Regions from separate parts of the Sus scrofa genome. Here region 1 is linked to region 2. A link is a contact called in public Hi-C data. All regions are on one chromosome and are shown on one strand. The core of a region is the stretch at or near the end of the contact, and the rest is flanking DNA. Distances in the headings are between cores, read along the strand shown. Region 1 holds the start of OXSR1 (oxidative-stress responsive 1). Region 2 holds the start of MYD88 (myeloid differentiation primary response 88).

Region 1 (3,805 bases), core at 1,254-3,753, 44 kb before region 2:
GAGGCCAGGGATCAAACCTGCAACCTCATGGTTCCGAGTCGGATTCATTAACCACTGAGCCTTGATGGGAACTCCCAAGACTACTTATTATATGATCCCATTTATATGAAATGTCCAGAAAAGGCAGATCTATGGAGACAAAGTAGATTTGCCGTTGCCTGGATCTTGGGGTGGGAACAGGGACTAATTAATTGCAACCAGACACAAGGGATCTCATTGGGGTGATGAAAATATTCTAAAACTGGTTAATGCTAATTGGTGCACAACACAATAAATTTACTAAAAATCACTGAATTTTATACTTAAAAATGGGTAAAATTATACCTCAGAGTAATGTTGTTTTTAAAAATAAGGTGGTTAAGCACAGGTAACTATACTCAGTATCTTGTAATAACCTACAAGGGAAGAGAATATAAAAAAAGAACACAGATATATGTATAACTGAATTATTTTACTGTACACCTGAAATTAACACATTATAAATCAACTATATTTCAAAAAATTAAAAAAAAATAAGGTGGTCAAATCACATTGGCATTCTTAACTTTTTATACACAGACCATTTCGAGAATGAGATGAAGATTAACCCTATTCCAGAGGGCTAAGCCTCCCTTTTGTCCACTCACAGACACCCTCTTGGTCTGAAGACACCAAATTAACAAGTCTCTCAAGCTCTAGAGCCTTGTGCCACCTTAACAGCAAAGACATTAAAAACAACCACAACCCAACTCTTCACCCTAGAAAGACGTACTCCTTATCGGAAAGAAAAGCAAAGTTCCTTTTCTAAAATGACAGTGACCCCCTTTCTTCACTTTTTAGAAATCATTTTGGAATCTCCCTTTTAATCCCTTTCTCCAATATGAAACTGACTGAAGGAACAGAAGCAGTCAATCAAGACAGGGATCTAGCTAGCTGTTTTTACAACCAACCAGTACACATCAAAGACCCAGCAGGAAGGACCAGATCCATGAAGTGGCTTAAGGAAAAAGTTGTGATGTCTTTCAGATAAAACTTAGCCCAGATTTGTTTCGAAACAAGAGGCAAGTAAAGTGAAAAAAAGAAATGTGACGAAGTTTCTTTAAATACAGGCAGAATGCAATAAACACTCAAACCCCACAAGACCAGCTAAGGGGTTTTCATCCACTCTTTGTTATAAAACTAATTTTAGGACAGGATGCTGAGCTAGCAAAGTAGACAATCTCCTTCCTCCAACACACAGGGGTCTGCTCCTATCAGTTGTATTGAGCTTCTGTTTAGCTGAACCCACCCCCTTCTGATTTCTAAAATCACTGGATTATTGTTGTCCAACAAATACCCCCTCATCCCTGGCCCCCACGCTCCCTCAATCACTGTGCCTCTCAGAGAGAATTACAATCCATGTTTGTGCAAGTTTTGGTTTCTGCCAACTGGTATTCCCAGGACCCCTTCAAACCCATTTCACACAAAACAGCCAGACCCATCAAATCATGTCATGTTCCCCTTGAAGGCGCTCAATAACACTTAAAATAAAATTCCAAAATCCTCACCTTGGCTGAGAAGGTCCCTAAGATCTGGCCCTTCCCTTACTTTTCTATCCTTACCAGTCTTCGTTCAGGTCCTAAAACACACCAAGCTCCTTCCCTCCTCAAGGCCTTTGCATTTCCTCATCCCTCAGGAAGGAAAAATCTTCCTTAGGCTCTTTAAGACGGTCATCCTTCAGTGCTCAACTTCCATGTCAATGCCTCGGAAAAAACAACTTCCTTGAAATCGCCCCGACTAGGTCTCTAGGTTATTCTCTATCAGAACTTCTTGGTTATTTCCTTCCTAGCACTTGCCAAAACCTGTCATTCTTTTTATTTGCCTACTTATCTAATGTCTACCTCTGTAACTAGAAAGTCAATTTCAAGCAGTCGCAAGTTGTCTACAAAGCTCAGTGCTGTACTTGCAGCTTCATCTGGAGAGGATCCCTGGCTCCATCCCAGCAACGCCTGGCACTTCTTACAAGGATGCTGAAGTGAACAAAAGCACTCTATCCCATCACCCCCCAAATAGGGGGCCGTGTCCCAACTGCAATACCTCACTTCTCGAAGCGCCTTGTAAAGGCCTTTCCGACACCTGCACTTTTCTCTCCCAAACACACCTGTCGCTCAGGTTCAAACATCAGTCAGTACGCAAATCTCTTGGGAGCCCCTCAAACCCCACCCTGCCCCGCCGCACAGGAGCGCCACTCAAAGTAGCCTCCCTGCCTCGCACGCGCTGCACAAACGCAAAGCCTCACCCACGCGCCCTACCTCGCCCCGGGCCGCTCGAGTGCCCAAGAATATCTGAGGGTCCTGCCCTCCCCAAGCTCCCGCGTGTCACCCGCCGCCCAACGTAGCGCCTCCTCCCTCCAAGGCGACAGCTCTTACCAATCACCTCCTGCAGCTCATAATCGTCCTTGTTGATGGACCAGGGCAAGGCGCTGGAGTCCTCGGACATGACGGCGGCACCGCACTCGGTTCTCCCTCCAACTCGCTGACCTCTCCCGTCTCCTAGCCGCGCCTCTCCCCACCCCCAACCGCTGCTGCCGCGCCCCCACCAACCGCCTCTGGAACAGCCACTGGTCGGACGGCGCCTGGCGGGGGGTGTCCGCGCGGCAAAGCGGCGGTGGGCTCGAAACGCCGGCAGACCTCGTCTCCTGTTCCTCCGCGGCTGGCACTCCCCGGCTCGGCCCAGCGCCTGGCCTCGGCCTCCGCTGCTGCAGCGACACTAGCTTCGCCTGGGCCCAGCCCCTCCGTCCCGCCCTCCACCCTAGCCCCACGCACGGGCCAAACTTTCCCTTCTCCCTCCACCTGCCGACACGCAGCGCGCTGACGTCACCACGCCGGGCACGCCTCCATGGGCCACGCCCCCAGGCGCCATATCAAGAGTGGCTGGATAAAAAGCGAAAGCGCTTGGAGCTCGAGGAGGAAGTTGACAAGGGGAGGGAGGAAATGCTTTGGCAGGAGTTCGGCAAGGAACTCGGAAAGCCAGAGAAGAGCCTTAAATAGCCCAGAAGCTTTAGCCACACTAAGCATGGCAACTAAAGGGCGGTCGAGTAGAGGGGGCGGAGCCACTTCTGGCGGCTGGGGCACGTTGCCGTCTCCGCCGTCGCATTCATTGGCTTATTTGAGAAGGAATCAGAAAGGCAATAGGCGTGTGTGGACGTCACTCATAAATTAGTCCTGCCTCCAGGCGCTCGGCGCGCGGTTTGGCGACAGGGCTCCGATCTTTGGCGATCTCTGGTACCTTGATTGCTTTGCCTGGTTCCGCCGAGTGACGTCGCGGCGTAACCGTCACACCCTCAAGACGTGCAAAAGGCTCCGCAGGGTGTGGAGAAACCCTAGGGAGCAGCTGGGTGGGGTAACCTGGGAGTGTGGACGACTGCCAAATAGGATAAAAGGCCTTTGGCCACGGGACTGAGTGGAGCCGGAAGTTCACCGAAAGTGACGACACTTTCTAGGCGGAAGTTTTCTTTGCAGCGCGCGATATAGCATTTTCTCTAACCTTACGGGGCAGGAGGGTGTTCTGTCCCCTCTAAGCTTTGGGTCGGGAGCTCAAGTGAGCCCTTACCTTGGGACCTCAGAAGGTTGGCATTTTTCCCTTGATGTGGCTGGAAATACTAAACGAGTGAGGTTTGGCCCACGGTATCTGAGGTCATTTCAAGGGCCTTGACTTTTGTGTGACCTCACTGAACTTAAGTTTTCTCAAGTTGAACACTTAGGTCTTTGGGGGAAATTAATGAGGTGAAAATTGAACGCGCTTGGTAGAATGGAGACGAGAGTATCGATGTGGGTCAGGCTCGGTT
Region 2 (3,459 bases), core at 529-3,028:
TATCGCTGGGGCAGTAGCAGATGAAGGCATCAAAATGCTCAGGCATTTGCCCTGGGTGCAGAGCACAAGGGTTATGGTCAGAGCTCTACAGGATGGCTGGGGAGGAACCCAGTCAGGTGCCCCAAGACTAAGCACCCCTGGTCCCAGACCCTACACAATTCTGAGATGACACTATTCAGAGAAAGGGTCTTTCCTAGGAGAGGAAAGATGAGCACCCTACCCCCACCCCCCAGCTAAGCCCTAGGCTGACCATGAGACAGATACATCATATGAAACTGTCATGCCAAACCCAGAGATAAGACTACTACTCTTCCTGTTTCTTAGGAAAATAAAGCTCAGAGAGATTAAGTGTCTTGCCCAAAGTGCCACATCCATGCTCTTAACACCGCAGTGTCCTGTGGCCTAGGAAGGAAGTACTGGGCACTTACCCAGGGGGTCATCTCGAATGGTGATGCCTGACATCCAAGGGATGCTGCTATCTACAGAGTCCACCTGTAAAGGCTTCTCAGCTGCCTCCTGCTGCTGCTTCAGAATATACTTTCGGCAGTCCTCTTCTGTGAGGAAGAGACAAAGTGTGGCCAGCTCCCCAGAGGTACTCCGTGCCTCTTCCACAGTCCAGACCCAGCCCCTGTCCCACCTCCCAGGTCATGTTGGCTCCGGGGCTTCTCCAGCCCATTGGTGCCATCCAGAGTTTAACAGCTCTGAAAAGGTGAGCTCCCACCTGTCTCTGGCCATTGTAAAGGGATGTCAGTGGTGTTCTGGCTGTGATGGAAGACATTAAGTTCAGGCTTGTGTGTCTCTCTCTCTTTGCCCCCCTGACTCCCACTTCCTAGGTAGGGCTCCTGAGAATAGAATCCACAATCTGCTTCTTTTAGGATCCACAGCTGATGTGAGCAGGGCATATAAGAACTCAGGAGACTGGTGGTTTATGTGCAGCTAGGGCAGTGGCCCCAACCAAGCAAGGTGTGCCCATCTATGGGCCACTGTCCCCATGCCTGTGCAGATACGTGTCAGCAAGTAGCGGAAAAGGATGCATTTTCTAGGAACCTGAGGTTTCCAAGATTGTCAGCTTTCAGTCCCTTATCTGCCCTGCTGCTCTACTTGAAGCAGTCCCAAGTCCCCTACAGAGGATCCCAATTCTGATTCCTGGACCTGCTTGAAAGCCTTTGCCTGAGCTGTTTCCTTCCTTCTCTGCCTTTCCAGGCCTTCACCTCCTTTCTCTAGCCCCTATCATACCCGGCTATTGAAAGAGGGAACTGGTTCTGCGCGGTTCCCCCATACATGCTGCCTCCAGTGTCTCCCTCTTTACCCCTAGATTACCACCACCCTCCACCCCAGGCGGGAAAGGAGGGATGGATGCTGAGGCGAGTGAAGGTCAGCGCCTTCACACACCCCCACCCCCACCCTGGCAACTTGGATATGCGGCGAAGAGAACGTCCTCACCAATGCTGGGCCCCAGTTCCACCAGCACGTCGTCGCGGCCCAGCTTGGCAAGCAGCTCGAGCAGGCGGCCCACCGAGGCGCCAGGGCGTCCTTGCCAGTCGTCCAGCAGGCTGCGCGTGGGGTCGGGATGCGTCTCCAGCCGCCGGATCTCCAGGTACTCGAAGTTCATCTCCTCCGCCAGCCCAGTCCAGTCCGCAGCCACCTGCGTCCGCACGTTTAGGAAGAGCGACAGGCGGTGCCGCACTCGCACATTGAGCGCTGCCAGAGGCAGGGAGGACATGGAGGGGGTGGGGGGCGCGGACTCCGCTCCGGAGCCTCCTTCAGCCATGGCGGGCCGCCGGGGAGCCTCCGCGCTGTCGAGTCGCCTTGTGGGCCTGTGCTTCCTCCTTCCCATAAAGCCACCCCGCCCTCCTGGTCCCGCCCCGCCTGTTTCTCTTTCCGAGAAGCGCCACCCTGCCCTACAATCTGGAGCCCAGCAGATGTGTGGAGGTGGGGGACGCCCCGTCTCAGCTCTCAGGATCTCGGGGGACGGGGGTTGTGGAGCCTGGGAACCTGCCTTTTGAGGTCCGTGAAGCTGTCTTTCCTCCTGTCTTCAAGGGTCTGTTACGGCGGTGGGACGACGACCCTCCTTGGAGGGTTATAGGAAACAGGGACCTTGCCCTTTGCGTTCTGGTGGAATTACAACCTTTCCATTGGGGATCTGAGGGGTTCATACGGTCCTGCCCTCCAGAATGGTGGGGAAGGGGCAAGGGGACAGGCATCGGCTCTGCCGTCTCCCAAACACCAAATTTTGGTGGAACACGCAATCCTGCCTCTAAGACCACGGGGAAATCCTCGGCTGTGCACTCAGAGGTGGAGGTGGGAAAAGGCATACTGCCTTCTGGAGCCTGAGGACCCTTGAAAAGTGGGGGTCTCATCCTCCGTGATTGGGATAACAGGACACACTGGCCTTCCGCGTCGAAGAGAACCCCGGTACTACCCTCTGGGGTATGGGAAAACACATTTCCGCTGAGAGTCAAGCAGGCACCTGGCCTTGCTCTTCAGGAGGCAGGGAACGCCGTCCTGATCTGGGGAGTTTTGATTCATTCGCTCATTCGATAGGTATTTAGTGATCACCTGTTAAGTGTCAAGTATATTGCAGGCACCCTGGATACAGAGTCTTTCCCTGCCTTAGAGACCCCAGCCTAGTGGCGGAGGTGGGCACTAATCAAACCATCCCCAATGACTGTAAAATTGTTATTTAAAAAAAAGTATGAGGCCCTTTCTCCAGATAGGGAGCCTGTCTCATCTCGGCACCTTTATACGATCCGTTCTCCTACCGTCCCAGAGTTCCCAGTTCCTCTCGAAAGATTTCCCAGGAGAGCACAAGCTCGTCTGGGTTGGCTCTGGGCGGTCTCGGAATTATTTAGGTCCCCCAGCTTGGGGGAGACTGAAGAGAAAGTTAGGAAAGGGTAAGAGCGCCGAGCCAGAAGCTGTAGGCGGCGCTTCTGACAGGCCCGCCTTCTGTTTGGCGGCGGGCAGTGGGCAGGGTTGTAGGGAAAGGAAATCCTGGCAGTGGCGAAGTTTGGTTCAAGACACGGAAGGAACTTCTGGAGACCCGCCTCGGGTAGGCGGAGCTGCAAGCGGAAAGGTTTCGGAGCTGCAAGCGGTAAGGTTTCCGAACTGCATTTCTGGGCGGGGCTTCAGGAAAGTTCACCTACCGGCTCGCAGCTGCAGGCTCCTGTAGGCGGGCTTTGAGTGGAAAGATCCTCTTGGGTCCAGCTTTAGGAGGTTTGATTTGCGGCTGGGGGCGGGACCTCAGGCAAATTCGTCTTCTGGTTGGCTGGGGCGAGACTCTTTAGAGGGAAGGGCCTGTTAGACGCACGGAGCCGTGGGCGGGGCTTAGGAGCCGTGGGCGGGGTTTAGGACCCGGTGGACTTAAGTGTAGTTCCTGCGCGGGTGGTGGTCTATTGGCTTCGGTCTTCAGTGGTCTGCTGGCTGAAGATTTACCCCGCCGAGTTACGCGATGTGGAGGCT

The links. Hi-C and Micro-C count contacts between places; a contact is called where the count stands out from the background.
Region 1: a Hi-C map of liver shows a contact between it and region 2, with 4 times the contacts expected there. The contact joins the promoter of OXSR1 here to the promoter of MYD88 in region 2. A contact is called at or near these places in 2 of 5 promoter capture datasets (fetal liver and liver), 23 of 47 Hi-C or Micro-C datasets (alveolar macrophages, blood, brain and 10 more) and 2 of 2 datasets of contacts at active chromatin or transcription factors (alveolar macrophages and skeletal muscle).

The regions. Positions count from the first base shown.
Region 1 is chr13:23,019,537-23,023,341 of Sscrofa11.1, reverse strand. OXSR1 (oxidative-stress responsive 1) reads right to left here and starts at 2,503. Exons shown (of 18, transcript NM_214342.1): 1 at 2,388-2,503. The coding sequence starts at 2,457. It overlaps ACAA1 (3-ketoacyl-CoA thiolase, peroxisomal), which reads left to right and starts at 3,204. Exons shown (of 15, transcript XM_003132103.4): 1 at 3,204-3,327.
Region 2 is chr13:22,975,270-22,978,728 of Sscrofa11.1, reverse strand. MYD88 (myeloid differentiation primary response 88) reads right to left here and starts at 1,778. Exons shown (of 5, transcript NM_001099923.1): 1 at 1,444-1,778; 2 at 429-554; 3 at 1-51. The coding sequence starts at 1,771. It overlaps ACAA1 (3-ketoacyl-CoA thiolase, peroxisomal), which reads left to right. Exons shown (of 15, transcript XM_003132103.4): 4 at 1,316-3,459. The coding sequence starts at 3,449.